Regions from separate parts of the Mus musculus genome. Here region 1 is linked to region 2. A link is a contact called in public Hi-C data. All regions are on one chromosome and are shown on one strand. Each heading gives the region's core, a stretch centred on a gene start, on an enhancer-like site or on the middle of the called end of the contact. The rest is flanking DNA. Distances are from core to core; before and after follow the strand shown.

Region 1 (4,851 bases), core at 2,344-4,843, 85 kb after region 2:
CCTATAACGTTTAGACTTCTCAGCTTAGCTGACTTTCCCCTCATCTATGCCCAGCATATCTCACTCTGGATTTCCATTTAATGTTTTCAGTCTAAACTCTTTCCATAGTGCACATGTGGCCCTTGGTTCATTAGATTTCTGAGCTCTGAACGTGAGAGCCTCACACACGTGTGCCTGCCTGTGTGCTGCCTCCTCTATGCCCATTGCTTTCTCTTTTACTCTTGCCTCTTGCAGAAAGACTTCTCTGGGCTCTCATGTCCCGGTTACCCTGTCTATATGACCTGAACCTACTATAGTTCTAGCATAGGGGCTGACATCATCCTATTGTCTGCCTTTCCAAATAGACCATGGTTCTGGGAGACGTGAATGTCCTGAGCTCTGTGACAAGTCTGCAAATGCATGGGGATGACATACATGGGGGAAATGTGGGGGACTACTACTCTTTAAGAACTCAGGTATGCTTAAACAATGTTCATATTGTAAGTGCCTAACAGTGATGTCACTTCACCTCAGCCCCCGCCCACTCTGAAACCACTTTTCCATTACCTTCAGTGACTCTTTCTTGGAGCACAGTGGCTTTGCCTACTTTGAGTCTCACTTTTCCCATGTGAAACATGGGAGAGGAGGTGCCAGGTGACAGGTGACAGGATTATGAATAACTGATTTTTTTTTTCTGAGACAGGGTTTCTCTGTGTAGCCCTGACTCACTTTGTAGACCAGGCTGGCCTAAAACTTAGAAATCTGCCTGCCTCTGCCTCCTGAGTGCTGGGATTAAAGGCATGTGCTACTGCTGCTTGGCTGAATGACTGAATAGTATAAGGCATAGATGGCAATAAAACCTTGGTGTGGCCACTACACAAAATGTTCTGAGATGTGACTGATGAATGGATGTCCTCTCGAAATGCCCTCGAGAGTGTGAGTTCAGAAGTGGAGTTCGGGAGCTTCTTGTCGTAGGGTCGTTGAGGAACCAGAGCCTGAGATTCTGTGCTGAGTACCTGCATGTGACAGGATCTTCTCTTGACACTCCTCTCAGGGGTCTCTTCCACTGCAGAGCCAGTCCTGCACCTGCCACTGCACCCTAACCTGTTGTAAGAACCTGGCCTGTGATGCTCCCAAGTTATTAGGTTACTGACAGGCACCTGCCAACCCACTCATCTGTGTTTAGCTTCCTGATGGGCAGCCGAAACACAGTTCCCTGATTCTGCTTCGTCCAGTGCTTCTTCTTAGGTTCTGCCAATAGGGGGTGCTAGAGGAAGACTGCATGGCTGAATGGAGGAAGGAGACACTTGCTCTGCTGATTAGCTTCCAGTAATAGCATAGAACAGGCCCCTAACTTCGGTGCTATTTATATTTGTAGTTCTGCCCTGTGACCTGTAGGATGTTTATAGAACCCCTGTTCCACACTCTCTAAACTCCAAAAGCAAACCCTTAGTTGTAAATGTTAATGCGCCCCTACACATTGTCAAATATCCTCCAGAGGGAAATATTGCCTCCAGCTACTGAACCGATGACCCAGGGTCGCTAAGTAGCTAGATTCACTTGGGAACCCTTGTCTGTGACAACAGTAACCTGCCATCCTCTTCTAGAACTCTTTCAGCTCTAGAGTTGGTATTTTTGAGTCAAGCAATGCTGACATGAACTGGCTGGCAGCTCTTCAGAGGTCTGCACCTGCCCACTGGGCCTCCTTAACTCACATACACCAACCCCAGATGCATGGTGTCCCTTCCCCAGTACTCACCTTGGACATCCGTGCTTTCATATCATATACCAATGGGGATCTTCTGACACAGCCCTGAGTTGTCTTTAGATGTGAGATGCTGTGTTGGGAATGCCTTAGCTTCTGCTTAGTCTTTCAGTTATGTAACTGATAATGTTATATTATTCTGCCTATGCACTGGTGTCTTGTAGAAGTCTAACATGTAGCACCCATTCTGTGGCTCTTTCTGGGTCTGCTAAGCAGGGACAGAAACTCTCCTTCAGAGTCACTCTCCTTTAGCCCAACCTACTTGGTACAGCTGTCACATGTATACTAGAACATCTGTTCCTCCTGCTCGATTGTAAGGTCGCACATACAAGAGCCATATAGCATTTAGTTTTGCATTTTTGACACAGTGGGAATAAGTGAGTGAGTGAATGAATGAACAGATGAGTGTGTGAATGGATGGATGAATGAACAAATGGATGAATGAATGAATGAAAAACTACATGACCCTTTTAAGTCTAATTGTGTAGTCTGATTTCCTTTTCTCCTTGCTGGGATTGCTGTCTCAGTGAAATGAGGGACTTTGAGAGCTGAGCCTACAGAGGCAGCTGGGATATAGAATTTAACTATGCTGAAGAAGTGGCAATGTGTAGAAGTTCTGCGGGCAAGTCCTGTGGTTCTAACATAAGGGATGGCATTGCAGATCTCCGCTGGGGGAGAAAAGAGTCCCTGACATGTTAGAAGAGAGACCAGGAGTGGAGCCACCCAGGAGGTGCTGTGCACTGTGAAACCTGACAGGAGGGGTGAACCCAGAGAGCAAGGCTCCCACGGTGCTGACAGTTCTATTCTGTAAGAAGCCGATTCTTTTTGTGGAGGAAGATGAATACGCCTTGCTATAGACAATGGATACCAAGGGGAGGTGAGAAGAGGGAAGAATGGGGGCTTAACAATCATCCACAGTTACAGGTTGAATGGTTCAGCTTCGTTTTCTGGCTAATTATCAGTGAGTTTTTCAGATTTTGATGCATTTTTTAAAGATGTGAAAGCTAATAAAGAAAGTGTCTATTTGCCTTTTAATCAGACTTGTGCATGAGAGCCAATATCAATGTGTAGAATTCAGCTGGGTTCTCTTGTAGTCGGGGAGTAAGAGTCCATTATAGTCCTTAAAAGAAAGAAGAGACAGCAGCCAGAGTGACCCGCTCTCCCCTTCTGTGAGATACAGATAATGATACCAACTCCCCTTTATGTTCCAAGGCTTTTTGGAAAATCAAATAAGATGAAGGGTGTGGACATACTTTGCAAGTCATTAAGTGCCTGTCAGACACATCTTCTTTCAGCAAATGTGTGTTCAACTTGTCCTGTGATGTGACAGGACCATTGTCAGGCCCTTGAGGGTACATCCATGAATCAGACACAGTCTCTGTCTTTCAGGTGTTTGGATGGACACAAACCTGACAAGGAGTCTTGCCGTGCCATAGGAGAAGCTAACATACTTTATTGGGAACCTTTACCAATATTACATTCGGTACAGTGGGTTGTTAATGGGTGCCACATTAATGTTTTTGTTTTATTCTCAGAGTGCAGAGTTGATTGCCATGGGGTTAGAAGGTTGATGACTGAATTTGGATAAGGCACATTTCTCTCCCATCTACTGTATCAGATTCCTGTATAACTCACAAGGTTGATTATAACTACCAGATTTTCAAATATTTTTAACGCTGTAACTACTGTTTTTCTGTTTGGAGATAACATAAGAACATAGAAAAGCCAGGTGCTGTAGCATGTGCCTGTAATCTCAGCTATAAAAAGAAAAGCTAAAAACTGTTGAGGAGTACATTGTGTGCTTTATATGGCCATGGGTGATGTCATCCTCAAAACTTCACTTGTCCCCGTGGGCTACCATCTGTCTTGCCATTATTTCTAATGAGGAAGTGGGGGAGTTGAGTAGAAATCTGAGGCAAACACATGCCTGAGAATCAGCCCCTCCCTCACAAGCATGATCAGGGATCCAGAGATGATAGGGGTGCACCTTGCAGGAGAGTGGAGAAGGTGTGTCCTTTGTGGACTTAGGAGAACCCCTCTGCACTTGTTGGTAAATCTCATGGAGACACAGAAGAAAGTCCTAACTTGTTTGCTGAGTACATCTGGTCTCCCCTACCCCAACCTTTCCACATTTAACATCACTTCATGCTAGGAACAGACCAGGTCCTGACAAAAATGCTTTTACCTGTCTTGTGCCTTCCCCTTAAGATAGGGGAGATGAGATGTATCCGACATACACTTATTTCTGACTTCTCTGACACACACCCACTTGCCCTTCAGATCCTTCTTTGCTACAACCGTATGCTGGCCCTGTTCATGGAGCTACATGGAAGGGTGTCTATTTGCCTCCCTTCCTGGGGTAAACTGCCCCGGGAAAGGGCAATGCAGATGAAGTCCCTCTTTATCCTCATTACCAGGAAAATGCTTTGCACAGAGTGGGCATTTAGGAACCACAGCTGAATGAATGTACAAAGGAGCCCATAGGTGGTGTTCTTGCCAGGGTGGGTAGACTCCCAGCAGCTCTTCATGATGACTTGACTTCGTGGAACTGAGCTTACAATGGGCTTTACCATGGCCTTCACTATTTAAACAATAACAACACCATCATCATCATCATCATCAACAACAACAACAACAACAACAACAACAACTGTCTTTGTAGTTTTCCCAAAGGTAAATTCACTAACTTGGAGAGGGATTAGTCCAAAAAGAAATCCCTTTGGACCAGATTGCACCTATTTTTGCTTTCTTATTTCTCATTCTCTATGTCCCCTGTCATAGAGTTTGGGGACAAGTCCTGTGGGTAGGAGAGACTTAGCTGTGAACAGGGCAGAACAGGGTTATGAAAGTGCCCTGCTCAGACCAAGAGGACATGCCTTGAACAGCCACATTCCTTAATCTTGCCATTGCTTTTGGATTTGTAAGAGCAGAGAATCTATGATTCCAAGACTTGAGCTCTTAAATGATGGATTGAGCGGCTGCTTCTGTACAAAGCGGTGGCCGCCACTTACTTTCCTAGTGTTTGTATACTCACAGATGATGCATTTGGGAAATCGCTCAGTGGGTAAGGGTGCTCACTGACAAGCTTAGTAGCCTGGATTCAGTCT
Region 2 (4,668 bases), core at 1,945-4,444:
GGAAGCAGAGATGTGATGTCTGATTCCTGCCAAGCATCCCAGATAATCCAAAGATGCATCCATGTGTCCCTTTACATTAGAGCTTTTTGTTTTGTTTCATTTTATGAGATTAGATGTGGGAACTAGGGCCTTGCATATACTACATAGACACTCAATTATCAAGCTATGTCCTTACCTATTCTTCAGTCTTTAAAACATTGAAGCAGAGTCTCACTGTGTACCCTGATAGTTTTTGAATTTATCAGCTTCTTGGGTAGTTGAGATTACAGTCACAAGTCCCCAGACCCAGAAGAACCAATTCTTCTCATTAACAGCACTGCAGTGGTAATATAGAAGTCAGTTTCTAAGACCATGTGGCCTTTAAGATCTCTTTTGAATTTCAACAGCTCAAGCTTGGGGCTTGAAGGCCATTGGAGAGGAGTGAAATGTATTGAGTCAGTGCGAGGGAAGGAATTGGCTATTTTAGAAATCTAAGTTCTGGATCTCCATTGTATTAAACTCCTCTGGGTTCTAGAAGTCAGCAACACCATCAGGGCTAAGGACATCCAAAGCACACAGACATGAGAGGAATCAAGTTCCAGCTCTGCTGCTTCTCCTAACCGTGTTGAGCTCCTTTAATGGTCACAGGTCACACTACCCAATCTTGCTTGTTTTAACTCCCAGGGCTTTGGTGGCATGTTGTAGTGGATCTCGTGGCTTTTGAAAACTGCTGTGGTCAGACATGTAAGGGACTGATCATGTTTCTCAGCTAAGAGATCCTTTCCTGTTGCTAAGAGAGAAGAGGCTGTTTTCTTCTCCTACCATCTCTGGCTTTACAAATCCCCTCCCCCCAACCTCCAGCCCCCTTTTCCTTTCTATTTTTTGTAGCTTGGGAGCTTCATAGGACAATTGTTGTGTATGCTTCAAGCTGGATGAGGGTGGCGGACAGGAAAACATCAAAAGGATGGAAACAAAATGGAAATCTGTTTTCTGCTTGAGAAGATGGCAGCCGGGTTCAGGGACCAGCATTGTGAATGCAATCATCACCACACATCTGAAAGAGGCATCAGGACTCCGTAGTTCTGACATGTCCAGGAAAGGCAGTTCCTAGAGGGAATAGAGGGCATGTGTGGTGCTTGGGCTTCTGGAGGACCCAAAGTAAAGAGATCTTAAAGATGAAGTTAACAGTCATTTAGTCCCTTGGGTACATCTTCCTGGTATCATTTTATCAACACAGTAAGTCATGAGAATATGTAACCATTTACATCTTCTGGTTGAGGAAAGGATATTTAGAGAGTGGGTTGGGATGGCTCATGTTCAGGCTCCCTGAACTGCTCACCAGTGGCTTTTACTCCCAATCTCTTGTTGGATGAAGGAAAAGTTGATGTGGTTTGTGATTATGGAAGTCAGGAGATGGTGAGGGACTTTTATCCAGCACTGTTGGATCTTCTTACTGATTCTTCTTCCAATGGCATTTGCCCAAGTTCTCTCCAATCCACTATCTCCATAGCAGCCAGAGTGAACTTTTTTTTTTTTTTTTTGGTTTTTCGAGACAGGGTTTCTCTCTATAGCTCTGGCTGTCCTGGAACTCACTTTGTAAACCAGGCTGGCCTTGAACTCAGAAATCTGCCTGCCTCTGCCTCCGGAGTGCTGGGATTAAAGGCGTGTGCCACCACGCCCGGCCAGAGTGAACTTTTACAAATCAACCCCACAGGGAATGCTACACCACTCACATCCCTAACTCCAGTGCCAAATCTACTTACTGACCTCTGTGGAGGTGAACCTCCCTGTCAGATGGAACCACCCACTCTATATCATACCACTGGGTCATTACCCTTGCTGCTTCCAGCTACAGGTGTACCCTCCTCCATCTTAGATGCCCTCAACTCATTCCTGCATGGGACATTTGCTCTGGCTGTTTCTTCTGCCCTGGAGATGAGGAGATGAGGTCCTACTGACGTAGAACTTGGGTTAGCAGTTATGACCTAAGCAGGTTCCTACTTGTTCCAGTTCCCTAGGTGTTCCGGTTGTTGTTATTGTGATAAAACACTGACCAAAGCCAACTTAGTGGTGTTACTTCATCTTATAGGTTTCAGTCCATCATTGAGGGAAGTCAGAGCAGGGACCTGGAGTAGGAATGGAAGCACAGACCATAAAGGGACTCTGCTTACCTGCTTGCTCTCCATGGCTTGTTCAGCTTACTTCTTAGACAACCCAAGACACCTGCCCAGAAGTAGCTCCACTCACAGAAGGCTGGCCTCTCCCACATTAACCCTCAATCAAGAATGTGGCCGGAAGACACGCCCACAGGCCCATATAATGGAAGCAACATCTCAGTCTGAGGGTCTCTCTTCCCAGGTGACTCAAGTTTCGTGTCAAGTTGACAAAAGCAAGCTAAGTAGCATCTCCAGTCACTTCACATTGCATGCCACCATCTATTTCAATCTTGGTGATCAATACCACTCAACAACTCTTCTTGATTTACTTATTTTCTGTGTCTTCACTGGAGAGAAAAGTCCAAGCCAAGCTGTACTCTACTCTATAAAATAGGGATTGGCATAGAACCGAGGTACGCTCACGGCAAATATTTACTGGGTTGTTGCTGACAGTTGTTGAGGGAAGGCAGGCTTGCATTGGAAGAAGGAAGAAATTAAGCTTTGTTTAGGGAGTTCCACTCTGTTTATCTCATTATATTCTCACCACAACCTCACAGAAAAGCTCATCTGATTCCCATTTTATTGATGAAGCAACAGGGACCCAATCCTCTGGTGCGGGCTGCCTCTCTCAGTGCCCACAAGCCTGCTCCCAAGGCGGCATCTAGAAACCACGTGCAATCAGGAGGGTGCCTCTGTAGCAGTAACCTCCCGTGCAAAGACCTTCCCTGGGAAGTGGCAGTTGGAAATGAGTTTCCATAATAAACCTCTGTTGCTTGCCCTAAAGCTCAGACATTCTAGGGAGCAGAGAGCCTAAGGAGAGCGCTGCGGGGAGACCAGTGATGGTTATAGACGATGCTGTGGTGATTTAGGAGGGAGTGGCAATTGGGTGCTGAGGGTCCTTTCCTGAGCAGAGCCCACACTGTGGCCAGGTGCAGCCAAGCCACTCTTGCCGGCGCTCGTATCCTTAGTTAGGTGGCGAAATGCTGATGGGCTCTCCTATTCGGGGGAATGCGGTAGTGATGTATAAGGTATGAAAGATGTGGCCTGCAGAGAGCCGGCACTATCTCTACTGCTGCTGCTGCTGCCACCGCTGCCTTTGCTGCCGCCACTACTGCCGCCACTAGAGCTGCCGGGAGTGAGCCTCCCTTCTTCCAGATACCCAGCTCCGTTGCATCTCCCGCTCCCTGGCCCCGCACGGACCTCCCCGCCCCAGGGAACAAAAGCAGAGTCCGGTCGCCCTGTTCTGCAGCCAGAGGATGATGTGTCGAGAGGGCTGAGCAGAGTGTGGTCTTCAGCGGCTGGAAGGTAGGAGAGGGTGTTGCGCCTGGCGGCCGCGGCGTGGAAAGCTAGGGTGGGCGCGCCAGGGCAAGGATGGCTTCAGTCGTCCAGCCGTCGGGTGGGCGCCTCATGGACCCTGCAGGGTGGTGGTCTGCAGCGCCGCGGCCGCAATGCCCACTGCGGGCCGAGAGTCGCGTTCCCGCAGCCACGAGGGAGCCCCTGCATGGGGACTGGAGGCGGAGGAAAGAAAAGTCTGAAGCCCAAAGCCAAGCGGTGGTGGCTGCAGAAGGGCTGTCCGCAGCTCTTGGACTTGGTGGCGCGTTTCGCCGCGCTGAACGGCCAGGCGGCGGCCGCAGTGTGCGCAAAGTTTTGGGTAGCGCGCAAAGGCGCAGGCAAGGGCCGCGCACAGAGGGGCAAGTTGTGGCCAGAGAGCTAGGGCGACCCTCAGGACAACCAGCGGGGTTTGCCTAAGAAGGGGACAGGTGGATTCTGCTCCCCTCCAGCATAGAGGAGACTGGGTTGGAGCGGCGTCGTTTTAACCCTTTGGTCCCCGGGGGAAAACAACTTCATCCGTGTTGGAGCCTGCTGGACCCTGGCCGCTTTGAGGCTCCTGGTTTGATCCTCCTGTGGCCGTGCGCAATTCTCTGCTTCTGTCGCGTTTTCATTTCTAGCCTCTTAGGTTTTAGCTGGCCTGGGGTCTTTCCCTAGGTCTGTATCCCTTGGACCATTGCGTACATGTTTCTCTATCTCCTCGCTAGATTGACTCTTGGATGCTGCTTTGAAAAATGAAATGATTAATCAATTAGGTTAGTGGTCAATTAGGCATAACCTTGTAGGAAAATAATTATGTCGGGCTCTCAGCTTCCACCGGTGATGAGGTGGGAATCGAGCCCAGGTACGGGGGCTGTTCCCAAATAATAGTACTGGGGCGGGGGCGGAGGGGGGGGCGGTTGCGTTCTGGAATTTAAAATTAAGAGGATGGTGACCACCCACCAAGGTGGTGGGAGTCAACGGAGGAGTGTGTGTGTGTGTGTGTGTGTGTGTGTGTGTGGTGTGGTGTGGTTTGTGTGTGTGTGTCTGTGTGCGTGCGCGCTTGCTTCAGTTTTTGCTGAGAAAATTAACCCTTGACAGACTAGTCTGGGTAGACTTTTCAGGCAACATGGTGTATCCAACGGCTTGAAGGAAAGGTGTGTCCCCTTGCATGCCTGACCCCCTAACACACACACACACACACACACACACACACACACACACA

Evidence for each region. Hi-C and Micro-C count contacts between places; a contact is called where the count stands out from the background.
Region 1: a contact with region 2 is called in a Hi-C map of cortical neurons, with 2.3 times the contacts expected there. The contact joins the enhancer-like site here to the promoter of Dab1 in region 2. A contact is called at or near these places in 1 of 39 promoter capture datasets (hippocampal neurons), 3 of 484 Hi-C or Micro-C datasets (cerebral cortex, cortical neurons and nephron progenitors), 1 of 115 datasets of contacts at active chromatin or transcription factors (neural progenitor cells) and 1 of 9 other capture datasets (adipose tissue).

The regions. Positions count from the first base shown.
Region 1 is chr4:103,701,093-103,705,943 of GRCm38.p6, forward strand. All of the region lies in intron 1 of Dab1 (disabled 1), which reads left to right. Among named protein-coding and RNA genes, the nearest start is that of Dab1, 84 kb to the left of the region's middle. Within about 2 kb of position 3,594, at least 8 of the 459 cell types and tissues checked have an H3K27ac peak or open chromatin away from gene starts, as enhancers often do. A contact at or near this core is called in cortical neurons, where this site is marked.
Region 2 is chr4:103,616,306-103,620,973 of GRCm38.p6, forward strand. Dab1 (disabled 1) reads left to right here and starts at 3,195. Exons shown (of 18, transcript NM_001369047.1): 1 at 3,195-3,440. It overlaps Gm36604 (a long non-coding RNA gene), which reads right to left and starts at 2,749. Exons shown (of 3, transcript XR_376479.3): 1 at 2,151-2,749.